Linked DNA regions of Mus musculus: region 1 is linked to region 2. The links are chromatin contacts, called in public HiChIP or PLAC-seq maps. All regions are on one chromosome and are shown on one strand. The core of a region is the stretch at or near the end of the contact, and the rest is flanking DNA. Distances in the headings are between cores, read along the strand shown.

Evidence for each region. HiChIP or PLAC-seq counts read pairs in DNA pulled down with a chosen protein or histone mark.
Region 1: a contact with region 2 is called in an H3K4me3 HiChIP or PLAC-seq map of embryonic basal ganglia, with 3 times the contacts expected there. The contact joins two enhancer-like sites. A contact is called at or near these places in 3 of 39 promoter capture datasets (the 3T3-L1 cell line, embryonic stem cells and liver), 2 of 15 datasets of contacts at CTCF or cohesin (large pre-B cells and pro-B cells), 30 of 484 Hi-C or Micro-C datasets (the 3T3-L1 cell line, B cells, CD4 T cells and 14 more), 2 of 115 datasets of contacts at active chromatin or transcription factors (embryonic basal ganglia and embryonic stem cells) and 1 of 9 other capture datasets (embryonic stem cells).

What each region holds. Positions count from the first base shown.
Region 1 is chr17:79,561,965-79,566,123 of GRCm38.p6, forward strand. No RefSeq gene overlaps it. Among named protein-coding and RNA genes, the nearest start is that of Rmdn2, 51 kb to the right of the region's middle. Within about 2 kb of position 1,482, at least 22 of the 459 cell types and tissues checked have an H3K27ac peak or open chromatin away from gene starts, as enhancers often do. A contact at or near this core is called in embryonic basal ganglia, where this site is marked.
Region 2 is chr17:79,197,958-79,201,836 of GRCm38.p6, forward strand. No RefSeq gene overlaps it. Among named protein-coding and RNA genes, the nearest start is that of Qpct, 150 kb to the left of the region's middle. Within about 2 kb of position 1,659, at least 18 of the 459 cell types and tissues checked have an H3K27ac peak or open chromatin away from gene starts, as enhancers often do. A contact at or near this core is called in embryonic basal ganglia, where this site is marked.

The DNA.
Region 1 (4,159 bases), core at 232-2,731, 360 kb after region 2:
TGTCTTGGTTTGGTTGGGTGGTGATCAGTATAACTTGTCCACATTCTGACCAGAATCTGATTTTTATCTCCTGCTTGCTGCCACGTCAGAGGACTTGGTATGTTTTTTGTTTTCAGTAATACATTCATCTGATCAACAGTTCTGTGCTGATCCATATGACAATTCCAAGTGTTGGCTGGCTGGACATTAATGAAATTATATAGGAACTAAGCTATTCAACTCCACTTCCCCCTTTTCTATATGCAGTTCTGTCTAAATTCTTACTGTTGCCAGAGAAGCCTTGACTCATGGCTCCAGGTTGTCACCCTTGCACAAAGATAGTGGCAGGGTGCTCTGGGGAAAGGATCAGGGCCACATTGGCCTACTTTTCTCCAAATTATTCAAAGAACAACATGTCTACATGTACCTATGAAACACTACTTTTCAAAGCATGGCTCCAGTGCAGTAAACACACATTTTCTTTACTTCTTTTCTTTCTTTCTTTCTTTCTTTCTTTCTTTCTTTCTTTCTTTCTTTCTTTCTTTCTTTCTTTCTTTCTTTCTTTCTTTCTTTCTGATTTATTATATGTATGAGTATACGGTTGCTATATTCTGACACACCAGAAAAGGGCATCAGATCTCATTACAGATGGTAATGAGCCACCATGTGGTTGCTGAGAATTGAACTAGGGGTCTCTGGAAGAGCAGATAGTGCTCTTAGGTGCTGAGCCATCTCTCCAGCCCAACATACATTTTTCAAGCTACAAAAACAAGGCCATTTAACTTTGACATACTACAACCTTTTGTTCTGATCAGTGCTTGATATGACACAGGTTTCTTGAGTGACCCCAGCAGCATTTTAACTTTCAGATATATTTTTAGAAGGGAAAACAACGTTTGTCATGTCCAAAGAACCATGGGTAAAACAACAGATGAGTTTGTACCTTAAAAGTTGCACTTTTTAAACTTTTAAAGCTATCATGGACCAAAGAACTATGTGTGTGTGTGTGTGTGTATGTGTGTGTGTGTGTGTGTGTGTGTGTGTATACATGCTTGTATGCATGTGTATACACACACACACATACACACATACATACATACATACATACATACATACATAAGATGGTAGTAATGATAGGAAAGCGGAATACAGGAAGCTGCAAAAACAACAAAATTCTTAGCATTTTAATGGCTTTATCCAATCAGTATTCACCCCAAATACTAAAAAATAACTCTACAGCACACGCAGGCGTTTGCTTCTCTTTCTTCTCAGACAGCACCCCTAACCATCCCTAAACTGCTTTCCTTTTGTTCTGAGTTGCTCACTAAGCTGCATAAGGAGAAGGAGAATCTTTATGAGCAGGTGTTGCAATCAAATAAAACTGACAACAAAAGAAATGGTGGCAGATAATCACGAGAGGGGCAATCCAGCCTGGAGGATGATCAGCCGAGGATGCTAAGCAGCAGAGCCCATAAATGACTGTAATTACTTGTCTTTTAACACAGCCAAACCATCTCGCTCTACCTCTTAGAAATGCTCCAGGATCTAAAAATAGACTATGCACAGCATCTCATTCACATGGAATTCAGCTTAAGTCCTTCTCCAAAGCGACTTAGTTTTGGTCCTGAGTCTCCACTCTTTCTGTCCCTTCCCCCTCTGCAGCCCACTGAGCCAGTTGCTTCGTTGTCCAGTTTTTCTCATCAGAAGACAAAAGCTTGCATCCCCTCCCCATGCCCACCAACATACTACAGTGTGTAATATGCACTTTCCTAAGATTCTGTAATGGAAGCTCTCCAGCCCTGTAGAGATCAGCTGGACCCAGGAACCCTTGTGGCTAAGAACTAGGGGTTAAAAGCTGAGATGGGAGGGGAGTGGACAGGGGCTCTAAAGTTTGTTTTCCATGGTGTTTTGCCTTGACAGTGAGGGAGGGGCTTAACAAGAGCATGGAAAGTAAGTGGCAGCCCCAGCTGGCTGGCAGGCCTGTGTCCTATCATAGCATTAACCTTTGTGACCCCAATGCATGCCATAGGACAATTAAGGCCAGCACAACTGGCCCTAAACTCTTAGTACATGCTTTTCTACACATAGCTCATCCAGAGAGCTATGGAATTCCAGCGAAACCAACCATTTCCACGACTGCCACCACCCCCACAAAGAATTCTGTTAGAAACAGGCAATAGGTTGAATTACTGAATGCTTGCAGCAGAGCCCAGGGAGGAGTTACAAGACAGCTCAGCACCTCCCTTGGAAGTGCAGAAATGTCATCTTCTACCTCCACCCATCCGTCCTGGCGTGTTTTCATACCTTCTCTGTTCTACCTCACTCCCACCCTCTCTCTGGACCTTCAGTCCCTGGAAGTGCCATTTCAAAGGCAGCCACTAGACTTGGAAACAAGAGAAGGCTTGGGAATGCTAAGGATACACAACAAAGACTTTTGTGATTTTTGTGCCCAGATCTCTAACTACTAAGCTCTTCTCTCTGACCTGGACACGGGTCTCCTTTGGTGTCTCAGAGTCTGAAGGCATAGAGTAGTTCTAAAAATCCTCCTGGGACTCTCCCCTTTCTCCTCAGGGAAGCTGGCCATAGATAATGGTACTATCAGCCTCTCTGAGATCTCCTTTGATCATGATGTGAACCATTATCTGTGAGTACCATGTGTCCCCTTCCTGAAACCTCCATTCTCGTTTGTCACTGTTGCCATCCCTTCTCTGGCAACAGAGCACCTGGCCCTGCTCTTCCTGTTAGCTCCGTACTGTGAAAGCATATCATCCAGATCCTACAAAGGTCAGGAGAGGGTGAGAATAGCCAGAAGAGGAGCCAAACATATCTATTTCCATCAAGGATAAATAGCTAACATCTGGGATGCTTAATCTTTGCAATTGCTGGTACTTTCAGCAGTGTCTGACACTCATTCAGCAAATATTTATCCGGAGCTACCTCTGTGTAGCTGCTGTTCTGGAGTCCAGGAAATTAGGGAGAAAACAAACAAACAAACAAACAAACAAAGGCCCTGACCTCATGTTGCTTCTACCCGAGGGAGGAGCTAGGCAGTGGACAAGAAGACAGGAAGATTACAATCAGTTAACGACATACAAATGACATCTTTCTCCCTTCTTCTCTCTTCTTGCCCTGAATTGGTACAACCATGCTTTCTTCTTGATTCTGCACTGCTGAACCTTCGGCCCTTTTCCTTGAGTTGTGCACATCCAAGATTAAGGCCTTCTGCTTATCCTGTCAGGGTGTTTCTTCACTTTCACCCAAGGACCCAATCCAGCTGAGTGTGTTCACCCCCACGAGGGTCTCCTGAGGCTGTGCACTTTGGAAATTGCACTTGTCACTGTTTCGATTGGGGTGAGTCTCTTAGTGCAATGAGAGAAAGGCAGGTTGGTCAGTGGAGAATATAAGACCAAGGGTTTAGCTTTGGGTTTAATAAGAATAAACTCTGATATGAAAAGAAGAGGCAGAGACTCAGTAGCCTCATATAAGAACTGGGGGTGGGGTTGGAGGGTGGCCAGAAAATGAAGAGATTCTGATAAAGATCCATCAAGAGGCTACAAAGTAAACCCACAAGCTGTTGAGTACCAGGAGCCACAGAAAGAAAGCATGGTTTCACAATGACCCCCCCCCCCCCGGAACTTCAAGAATGTTCTTATATGGTGTAAACAAAGGGACAGAGCTTCGCATGTCTCTGCCCACCTCTGACATTGTCCGATTGAGGAGAGAAAGAGAGCCCTGGCTTCGTACAGGGCTACACAGGGCAGAGAGCAAGGTGGCCACACACTCTGCCTGCCTTCTTTTCTCTGAAAGGGCTCTTTGTAACTTCTCTGAGGAGGAAACACCTCCTCCGTGGAGAAACATTTGCTTCCTATTAAACGTACTGTTACTTGGAGCCCAGCTCCTTGCCAGCCTTCCCCATAGTGGGCAGTGAGGGAAAGAGGAGGAGGCCGCACCCCAGCTGCTGTCTTGGCAGGGGAGGCTTCAGAGTGCAAAGCCTCGTGGCCTACAGGCCCCCAGCCCAGTCTCTCTCTGCCAAAATCCTCCTCCCCCTTCCCCTCTCCCTCCCCCTCCCCCCTCCCCCACCCCCTTCAATCTTTCCTCCCTGTCCCTGTATGAAAAGCTTTCAAGATGGCAAAAGGGCTAGTCAGTAGTTTGGCTCAACCTTTTGATACCAGAAAGACTA
Region 2 (3,879 bases), core at 409-2,908:
AGTGAAACTTGACAGACATTTCCTATAAGCCTGGCTTCCCCGAGTGGGGAGCTATGAACTAAGCAGCCCCATCTCTGGCAAAGTGTTCCCTAAACCACTCTGAGGGCATGCACCCTAGCATCAGGGACTCCTGCAACCTGAGCGGCTGCTGAAGCCACAGCTCCTGCTTCAGAAGTTTTGCTCTGTTTTTTTTTTTTTTTTTTTTTTTTTTTTTTTTCTCTCCTAGCAACCTGGGTCATGTTTAAGAAACTCTACTCAGGCCAAGACAAGACTCACTAAATTCTAGATGGCTCTGTTCACCTTGTTGCTATTCTTCCTCAGGATGAGACGGAGAGCACTTCCTGAGTGACAGCAGGAGACTTGCCATTGGTGCATAATGCGGAACCTGCGGTGCATGGGGGTGGGAACTGTGTACCCTTAAGACTGACTGGTAGAACTGTAGTCTGAGCACAGGGACACCATAACCCTTTTCTGGCTACATAAATGCCATTTCTCAGACCTGTTGGGTTAGTCTGGAAGGCTTCTGTGTATTCCTTCTAGTGTTGAAACATCAAGCAAAATAAAAATGTCTCCAGAATGGTTTTTATCCCTGTGGTTTTGGCCACAGGTTGAGTGGGTTGAACCAGTGACGCTAAGAGCACGTAGAGGCCCGTGCTTCAGGCTGCGTTGTCTGAGGCTTTGTCTAGAAGGTGATCTTAAGGCTTGTAAACTCCCGAGAGTCCTGGGACTATAATTCTTTGCTTGACTAAGTTGGGAGACAGGAGGTTGTTGAAAAATGTCCGAAGTTGGCTGGAAACAGAGACTGTGGAGAGAATGGATGGTGGATGTACAGAGATGGGGTAGAGGACGATGACTACGGAAGGCCATGAAGAACAGAGCCAGAGATCTGTAGCCACTGGAAGAGATCCAGAGAGCTAACAAGAATTAAGAGCTGAGGGTCCCGATTTACAACACCCAGGAACTGAAACCCTAGCTTCTGTTAAGAGCCAAGAATCCCAACACCTGACACCCAGGAGCTCCATCCAATACTAGCTACGGGGGCTGAAGGCTCAGAGTCTGGTGTGCCCTAAATATATAAAGCAATATGCCTCTAGTTTTGCAGGCTTGGACCCAGAAGTCTCTAGTTCTCAGGCCTATATTTATAAGTTTCTGAGGTTTAAAAGCCCATTCGCTAAGCCTGTGGCACTCAGGAGGTCAGTGCTGGCAATATCTAGGAGTCTGGATTTTCCTATTTGTGATCTTCACCTGAACAGAGCAAAGGATCCACACAGTCTACTGGTGACACTTTGTCAAATGCCTGTTCTTCTCACAGTTGTTTCAAGGTCTTATTTTTTAAAAACGGAGACATTGATAATAAGAGTACCACCCTCGCGGGTAGTTGGGAAGCTTAGGAATATATGGGAAACATATGCTTGCCATGTGCTGAACAGGCGGTTGCCACTGGAATTAAATATGCATATATTCTGCATGGAGACACACTCAAAATACCTAAATTATAGTTTTACCCACATACCAATGACCGAAAAAGTATCTGTCGTATTTTGGGGAAATAAATTTTGATTTTTTTTTTTTTTTTTTTTGTCTTGAGAAAGCAAGCGATCTGCCTAAGTTGATGAGACCATGGAAAAAGAAATATTCCCGTCATCTCAGATATTTCAGCCTCAACGGGAGTGAACCCTGGACAGCTACATTCGAGTTTTAGCTCCGACTGCGTTTTGCTGATTTATTCTTCTTTTAAATCCCGAATTTCATGAGAGGAATCTGAGCTTCACAACTGGGCAAGAGAGGGACTTGAATATCAACTGCTTTCTACCACGGTGCCTCCTCTAATTGTTTTAATTGACTTTGCAGCCTCACCGATGATGCTCCACTCACACCCCCCACCCCCCACCCCCTACCTACTTTTCTCTTCAGTGCTGATTCTTCTCCAACTGGAATTATCCACTCAGCCTTTTGAAACGCTGGCTTTCCAGCTGGGAATGGAGTGTGTGTAAATGCACAAAGCCCAGGCTTGTGAATTTCTGGTTTGCATTAGGCCATCATGGTTTATTGTTCTGCAAGCTCTGGAGGGAGGACCCAGCCCCACTGTGCTGTGCATCCTATGCAGGGTGAGCTGTTGCTTTTAGATGGCTGAGCACTTGACATTTGTGAGTTTAGAACCCCCTTGGGGGACATCTTTAGATACAGCTCATCACCAGCAAATATCAAACGGGGATAATCTGAATCCCTTGGAAGCATGCATAAAATATGTAATTGCCCTTGAAAATAAGCACAAATAATTTACTGGTAAATATTTATTTCACGAGACCACACCCCTCTTCTCCAGGCTGCAAGCTGCACAGCACAGATGTCAAAACGTACGCTCCTCCTTCGTTCACTGTGCCCCCAAGTCCGTGACTACTTCTATAGCCTTTTAAATTCTTGTTTTTTTGTTTTTGTTTTTAAAATAAAGTGGAGGGACACTCTTACCATTGATTTTTCTGCAGAGATTTCCATTACTTCCTGGCTAGTGCTCGTTAGACCTTATGTATGGAGTCCTCACTCTCCACATCATTTGTTCTTTCTTCCATACATTGTTATCTTCTGGCCTCTTGATCTGAAAGTCTCTTAGATTCTCTCCCACCCTCACCCAAAGCGATGGTACTTATTTTTCACTGACCTAGACATCCCTGGGGTTAGAACACAATCTATATATGTGCACAGTGAAAGACAGCCTCATTTATTGCCTTGGGTTTTTGGCTATCCCCATGTGACCGCTGCCTTATCATGGATGTATTCAAATACCCCAGCATCCATGTCTGCATGTGTGTTCAGTTCCTTGCTTCAACAGTGTCTGGCTTGTCTTTGTTTTTCATTGGCTGTTAGAATGCATATTGACTATTTTATTATTGAAAGGGACAGCTAAAACAAGTCTTCATGTGTACTCCTCCAAATATAATTAGCCAACCATCAAAAACAAAAACGAAAAACAGAGTAAGCAAAATAATGCCTAGACTTTATTATCTTGCCATCATATTACCTGGCAGGGGCAAGCTGGGCAAAATATAGCAGAAAATTGAGAGCTACAAGAGTCTGTGAGCTGCAGGGTGTGGAAGACATTAAAAAGGAAAAAAAGGCCTTTTTCCATTAATTAAAAGAATACAATATTAAAAGCTGGGAGGGAGATATGTTGGGAAGTCCTGGGGTGGGGGAAGCTGAAAGTGGGGAGTGGATATAATGAAAATATATTGTATAAATGTATAAAATTTTAAAGAATTAAAAGGAAACCCTTCTGACTATATGATCTGCCTGTGCTTTCTTTTTGATAGTTTCATTTGTTTCATCAAAACTAACTAACTAACTAACTAACTAACTAACTAACTAACTAACCACTTAGTTAAGCATGGTGGTGTAGGCCTTTAATCCCAGCACTTGGGAAAAAGAGGCAGGCAGATCTCTTTGAGTTGCAGGCCAGCCTTGTCTACATAGTGAGTTCCAGGACAGCCAGGAGTTTGTAGAGACACATTGTCTCAAAACAAAGGGACAGACAGACCAAAAAAAAATTTCTTCAGAAAGTTACCTTATTAAGTTTTAAAAGTTTGTTTTATGGATAGAGCAATGAATTTTTGCTGAGTCTCAACCTTAAAGGCTAGAGTTCTAAATGAGATTAATGGATTAATTTGACTGTATCCTATCTGCTCCTCTGCTAATGTGCAGTAATTTATAATTATTCCAATTGTTCATAGCTATTTAAGATGAAGAATATTCCAAACATGCTTAACAAATCGATTATCTGTGAAAACTTATGTGTTTAGAGGACTCCTGGAATGCAGAGTCCCTGTATTCTCCAGCTACATGACTGGAATGTCTTCTTGAAAGCTTCAGTCTGTCACCAAATCT